2 separate regions of the Triticum aestivum genome follow, and region 1 is linked to region 2. The links are chromatin contacts, called in public Hi-C maps. All regions are on one chromosome and are shown on one strand. The core of a region is the stretch at or near the end of the contact, and the rest is flanking DNA. Distances in the headings are between cores, read along the strand shown.

Region 1 (3,667 bases), core at 151-2,650, 530 kb after region 2:
CTTCACCGACACCTTCGCTCCGGTTGTTAAGCCCGGCACGATTCACATGGTTCTTCATCCTGCGGTCTCCCATGCTTGGCCGGTGCACCAGATGGACGTCTCTAACGCCTTCCTTCACGGTCACCTCGAGGAGCAGGTCTTCTGCCAGCAGCCTACGGGGTTTGTTGATCCAGCACTTCCCGACCACGTGTGCCTTTTTTCGTGGTCCTTGTACAGACTCAAGAAGGCTTCGCGCGCTTGGTACCAGCGCATCGCGGTGTTTCTACACCAGCTCAGGTTTTGCTCCACCTGCTTGGACGCATCGCTCTTCGTCTATCAGCAGGGCTCCGACACGGCATACTTGCTCCTTTATATCGACGACATCATCCTGACATCATCTACGACTGGTCTTCTCAGTCAGCTCACTACACGTCTTCGTGCTAAGTTCGCCATCAAGGACTTGGGTCCTTTGCACTACTTCCTCGGTGTTGAGGTGGTGCGCCGTCCGGATGGCTTCTTCCTTCATCAGCGGAAGTACGCTCATGAGCTTCTAGATCGTGCTGGCATGCTTAACTGCAAGCCTGCCACTACGCCTGTCGATACGAAGGCCAAGCTCTCTGCCACGGAATCGCTGGTGCTCTCCAGTACCTCATTCTGACTCGACCGGAGATCCAGTATGTCGTGCAGCAGGTGTGTCTTCATATGCATGCTCCTCGGGACGTTCACTGGGCCGCTGTGAAGCGAATTCTCCGTTCTGTCTGTGGCACTATGGACCTTGGCGTCACGCTCCACGCCTCCCCCGACATCGCCCTCAACGCCTACTCCGATGCAGACTGGGCGGGCTGCCCTGACACTCGTCGCTCCACCTCGGGCTATTGTGTCTTCCTTGGACCTTCACTCATCTCGTGGTCGTCCAAGCAGCAGCCTACGGTCTCTCGCTCTAGTGCTAAGGCTGAGTATCGTGTTGTGGCTAATGTCGTTGCTGAGTGTTCGTGGCTTCGCCAGCTGCTTCAGCAGCTCTCTTGCCCTGTGGATCGTGCTATGGTGGTCTACTGCGACAAAGTTTCTGCGGTCTACCTCTCCGCTAACCCGGTGCATCATCGTCAGACCAAGCATATTGAGTTGGATATTCATTTTGTTCGGGAACAGGTGGCTCTTGGCCATATTCGTGTTCTACACGTTCCTACTTCCCAACAATTTGCAGATATCATGACCAAGGGCTTGCCTACGACGTCATTTGAGGAGTTCCGGTCCAGTCTTTGCATCAGCAGCAGTGCCGCTTCGACTGCGGGGGGTGTTGAGTATATGGTCTGTGCATATCTGTGTATTGGACCCACCTCCTAATTGTTTTGTATAGTTGAGATCGTGACCCACCTTTGTACATTATATATACATGCCTTTGCACATGAGCAATATATATGCAATTCATACATCATACAGTTTCCACACGACCTCCTGATTTTGAGACCACAAACATCACTTTTGTCTTAGCCACAGCATCTCCATCCAAATGGCGCGTATCATCTTCCTCCACACCACCACCAGCCATCCTCCCAGCCCAGCACCATGGCGGCCACGCTCTCCTCCGTGTCTGCCTCTTCCAAGCACTGCTCCGTCGTCAGGGCTAAGCACTCGTCACTTCCTTCCATCCTCTCAACATCATCAGCCGTGGGTGCTCTTTTTTTCTCCCTCTTGATGTTTCTTTCATCCTTTGTGTTGTCTTGTTGATGCTCTCGTCTGTGTTGGTGCAGAAGAAAACTGCCTTCCGTGGGGTTTCCTTGGTGGATAGCAGGTGGTTGCGCAGGGGCGGCGCGCGGCGAAGGCTGGTGCAGGTGAATGCCAAGACCGCCGGCGCGGCCAAGAACATTGAGGTGGAGGTCGACAAGCCGCTCGGCCTCACCCTTGGCCAGAAGTCCGGCGGCGGCGTCGTCATCACCGTCAGTACTACCAGCCGCCCTCCTCTTCTTTCCTCCACCTTGGGTTCTCTTCCAGAAAATATCGAATCCGAATCATGACCTAGGTTTAGCTGCTTCTTTTGACATACTTTATTTATACTTTACTATTTAAAGGAAAGAAAAAACAAGAATAATATGATGAATGATAAACTGAATAAACTAGATAGAAATTTAATACACAAGGATTGCAATTAGCAGCTGGGATTAAAAGGAAACGGACTGGTTTGTGATTTAATCACGGTAGGGTGTGGAGTCAGGAGGGAATGCAGCAAGAGCAGGGCTCAAGTCGGGTGACCAAGTGCTCTATACAAGCAGCTTCTTCGGTGATGAATTGTGGCCGGCAGACAAGCTGGGATTCACCAAGACAGCCATCCAAGCAAAGCCAGACTCTGTATACTTTGTGGTAAGCAGGTATGCACCTCTTCTCCTCATTTTCTGCCTCCGAAGCTTCTGTTCAGATATCAGGATTTCAGGAAACTGAATTTCCCTGTAAGGTGGAGTTTACAAGATTCTCATTTTGCGCCATGACATCAGGGGTGGTGGTGATATTGATGTGAAGCGCCTGCCCAAGAGGCCGGCGCCCCCTCGGTTTGGCCGGAAGTTATCTGATTCACAGAAGGTAATATCAAAATAGTCCCTGGTCGCTACAGTGTGACTTCTTATAGGCCTCACTCAATATATACCTTCAATTTTCCAGGCTAGAGCAACACACATCTGCCTTGATTGTGGATACATATACTTTCTACCCAAGGCTTTTGAAGAACAGGTAAGATCAGACATATTTTTCCTTAATTCCATTAGCACCAATCAGCTTTTCCACATGTGCTCATTTGTAGTTTGCCAGCCTGATGACTTATGACCGATTTTCTCATATACTTTTTTTTTCAGCCTGATGAGTATGGCTGTCCCCAGTGCAATGCGCCAAAGAAGCGATTCGCGAGATACGACGTAGAGTCTGGGAAGCCCATTGGCGGTGCACTGCCACCTCTTACGGTGATAGTCAGTTTGGTTATCGGCATCGCTGGCATAGGGGCTTTACTTGTATATGGCCTTCAATAGGCTTGTTCGTCTCTTCCGAAATTTTGTTCTGGCCGACAAGCTCAACCGATTGCTCATGTACTCTATTTAACAGAAAATTCCAGTAATGAAGGGGTAAAATGAAACATGTTATGTTTGAGGCTAATTGCAGTCCAATATTCTTTGGATCATGTTGTCACCAGAGGCCAGTCACTTTCCAGAAATGTCTCTGGAGTCATGTTGCTCTCAACGCAGTGGTGATTTTCTGCAAAATGGTTGTGGGCATTCATGTGGTGTTGGTATTGAAAGACATGCCTCACCTTGGCATGCACTAATATGTACTCGTAAGACAGAAGCCCCTTTGATGAGTTGTTGCTGATGAAGTGATGTCGTAAAATTTGAAGAAATTCTGAATGAAGTGCATTTTCTTGTGAGATCGATTAGCTAAGCTTTGTCACACCCTCTTAGATAATCATTATAACCCACTCTTATAACCATTATAATATGGGCAGTTGTACCGAAAGTCCATAACTGCTTCCACTATGGTTCGGTGTGGTTAAGGACTTGAGGCATGTGATGTAATGTCTGGTCCGGTTCATCATATCAGCCATCATTTTCAGCTGCTTAATCATCCTTTTTATGTCTAAATGGAGGGGCAATAGAGGAAGAATATTTACCCCACTGAACCCCAAGCCTATCTATCAAAGTGTGGGAGT
Region 2 (3,557 bases), core at 897-3,396:
AGGGACTCGTCTTCATGAGAATATCTTCAAAAAAAACAGGGGCATGAAAACTGTATTTAGTAAAGCTTCCATGCGTTGGGAATGGAATGAAATGATTAAGATCTTACTTGATGAAATCATTCTTGAGCACACGCATGAGGATTGTTGCCAGAAAGCCAGTCAAAAGAAGCACTGTTACACATGAGTTAATTATCGAAAACCAATGGATCTCTAGGTGCTGCGGCATAGAGGAAGACTTGGAGTACTTCTCCATTCTTTTCTCAAAAGGAATGTCTGTCTTTTTCCATGTTACTGAATAAGAGAACTCTACCGGCACTTCCTTGTCCTCTGTGATATCCACAGCGACATTCGGATCTGTCTGAACATTGATTTCTATGACACGGTCATTGTTGTACATGATGTCAAAGTGGATGTGCTTAAACAGAAGGCACTTTCCACCGCCGTGCTCCTTGTTCCTGTCCAGTTTACCAAGGAATCCCCATAAAGGTAGGTCATCATAATACATCTGGAAGTAGTAATCCTTGGCAACTGCATCCCGGAGCTTGGCGACTTGCTCCTTGAACAATGTTTTCTTGCAGAGAGTCTTGGAGTTCGTATCTTCCCTAAAGTTCAACTCATATGGTGCATCAACCAACCGATCACCATTTAGAACCTCCCCAAGAGCCTCCCTTTTGTCCTTTGGGTGTTCTATTGAAAGCCATGCAGCAGCCAATAACAAGGAAAACTGACTTGGGCATAACCAATCAACGAATTGCTAAATAGAGCAAGTAACAAGAAAAGGCATGTGACATCTCTAAGAAGTACAAACCTGGTGCACAAAAGGGTAGATCATAGTACCGGTATGTCTCACTGCAATAGACAAAGAGTAACTGAATTATCCTGATCATGGTCTGACGGAAAAGGCTGCGTACAACAGAAGCACGCCTGGAAACAGCCTCTTGCAGAAATGTAGGGAAAGGCTGCGTACAATAGACCCAAAGTGGTCGGACCCTTCCCCAGACCCTGCGCAAGCGGGAGCTACATGCACTGGGGCTGCCCTTTTTTTTTTATGGTCTGACGGAAAAGCAATTCAATTCTCACAAAGCTGCTATTTAGTACTCCCTCCGTCCCATAATGTAAGACGCTTTTTGACTCTAGTGTAGTGTCAAAAAACTTCTTACATTATGAAGACGGAGGGAGTAACATAAACTGTTAAAGTGATGCTTGAACTGTCAAATTACCATAGTTTAGAAGGCATCATTACCAGCAGAAATTTCTTTTCCTTGTGACTGGGACATCCATACTACTTGGTCGTAGTTTATGAAGCGACATTCGAGTTACAAAAACTGATACTAACTACTCTTGCCTCCCTCCTATCATTGAATGACCCCACTTGTGCTTGCTTAGTTATTATTATAATAACTACTAATAAGTGCCAACAGGAATTCCTAGTGTTAATTCGGCAGCAATCCTATTCTCATTTAGCCTTAGTTAGCATCACAGACAGCAGTACGAAGCCCTAACTCGTGCATGTATTGTAGACAGACAACGGGACCAGACATGAACTACAAAAGCTTGTGGCGCATCACGAGACCGTTATACCTTGGATTGTGGAAAGGGCCGACCTTGTTCGCGTAGAGCGGGACACGATCTCCCTCCTTGTACCTGTGATCAGAGTCATCAGCTCCAGCCCCCACCATACAAGCCAACAGGGCCACGGCAAGAGCAGCACCCGCCGCCTCCATCCTCACCATCACTGCGAGCACCTACGACCCAAAAGGGGCGGATCTGGATGCTGTGCACCCAGAATTAGTGGAGGGTTAGAAAGCCTTTAAGTAATTATTACTGGATGAATAGAAGCTCGTAGTACCTCAGAAACCAATGCTCCGAGATCGCGGGTCGAGAGACAGCAGGGACAAGGTGATGTAGAACGGAAACGGCGAGGCGCGCGCGTGATAGGCGGAGGGGTTAGACGTCGGCGGCGACTCGCTGCGCGGCGAGCCGGCGGCGGTAGACTGCAGGGGGGGATTTTAGAGCCGCACTGGGTGGGATCGGAGCTTGGGGGCGGGGAGGAAGCGGAAGGGTACCGGTATGGTGGAGAGGAAAAAAGTCGTTTGTGAGGGAGGTAGGTTTTTCTTTCACTGAGGATCGGGAATGGAGAGCGGAGAAACCCATTTTCTTTCCCAAACAGGGGCAAGGGCGCAAATTTGCTCCGCCGTCCGTTCACGCGGAAGAAGTTCAGATAGGGGAGCCGGTTATACATCGTTGTCCGTATGCATTTGAAGCCGGGTTTTAATTAATCACACGAAATTCGTACAAACACGATGAATTTTATTAGAAAATAGTTTGTTTTAAACCGGCTGATGTTTGCCTCGCGTAAATCGCATCGCGAGCCGTGCGATCAAAACCGATCCAGCGGCGTTGGTCTCGGGCGCGTGCGCCACCTCCCCACTAGACGCTTTAGCATGTGGGGGCCGCTCACCGCTCAACGCTCTTCATCCCATCCTTATCCTCTCCCTGCCCGTCTTCTTCGTCGTTCCCCATCCCCTCTCTCTCAGTTTTTCACATGCTTAACAGGGAAAGAGAGAAGCTCGATCCAAAGGCTAACCACCTGCTTCCAAACATGGGGCGTTTTGCAAGCATCCCGCCGCAAACACCAACCGCTTCTGCAAGCCAAAGCACAACCGACGTCTGTTGCCGCATGCGGGGTAAAGCTGCCGCCGAGGATCTGCAACGACGCCGCTGCCTGTGCTTCAAGCGGGCTGTGGGTGTTGCAGCGAGGGGCTCGTCGGTGCTGAGTCGTCGGGGCCATTGGTGCTGTGGTGCAGCGTCGCGGGGGTCACCGGTGTTGCTATGCCGCATCGCCGGGGCCGCCCATGTTTCTATGCAGGGCCGCCGGGGCCGCCCGTGTTTCTATGCAGCGTCGTCGGGGCCCCCGGGGGCTGCAATGCAGCGTCGCCGGGGTTGCCGGTGATGTGGTGCAGCCGTCGCGGGGGTTGCCAGTGTTGCTATGCCACGTCGCCGGGGTAGCCAGTGTTCCTATGCAGCGTCGCCTGGGCTGCATTGGAGCGTCGTTCGGGCTGCATTGGAGCGTCGTCGGGTCGTTGAAGCCGCGATGGGAATGGAACAGACTCCATCGGGGCTGCAATGAAGCTTCGTCGGAGCTGCATTCAACCTTCGTCGGAGGCGTCGTGCTCGGTGTTGGCATGGAGCAGCCCCTGGTGTCTCCCAGTGCTGCGATGCAGCAGTCGCCGGTGGCTCCGTCCACCAGCAGCACTGGTGGTGTTGCAGCGCAGCACAACAGTTGCGGCCGCCGGAGTTGAGGAAGATGCCTTGGCGTGTCCCGACGAGCACACGACAATAGCCCCTGCAACAACGACAGCATCGGACGCCTCGCCACATCAGTTTCCAGTCGTAGCACTAGTTTTGTTGCAACGCAACACGTTGCGGCCGCCGGAGTCGACGGAGGTGGTCCGGCTTGCCTCGGCGAGCGCACATGCAGCAGCAGCAAGGCCTCCTTACCGTTGCGGAGGACGTCATCGTCGAGATGCATGGGTGCCTGAAAGTGCAACTATCCC

What was found. Hi-C and Micro-C count contacts between places; a contact is called where the count stands out from the background.
Region 1: a Hi-C map of leaf shows a contact between it and region 2, with 6 times the contacts expected there. The contact joins the promoter of LOC123156877 here to the promoter of LOC123155855 in region 2. A contact is called at or near these places in 2 of 5 Hi-C or Micro-C datasets (both in leaf).

What each region holds. Positions count from the first base shown.
Region 1 is chr7B:338,642,677-338,646,343 of IWGSC CS RefSeq v2.1, forward strand. LOC123156877 reads left to right here and starts at 1,401. Exons shown (of 6, transcript XM_044575071.1): 1 at 1,401-1,647; 2 at 1,731-1,916; 3 at 2,179-2,345; 4 at 2,469-2,553; 5 at 2,632-2,700; 6 at 2,823-3,117. The coding sequence starts at 1,546. The coding sequence ends at 2,993.
Region 2 is chr7B:338,109,111-338,112,667 of IWGSC CS RefSeq v2.1, forward strand. It overlaps LOC123155855 (transmembrane 9 superfamily member 2), which reads right to left and starts at 2,147. Exons shown (of 8, transcript XM_044573999.1): 1 at 1,850-2,147; 2 at 1,582-1,774; 3 at 809-849; 4 at 108-687; 5 at 1-24. The coding sequence starts at 1,733.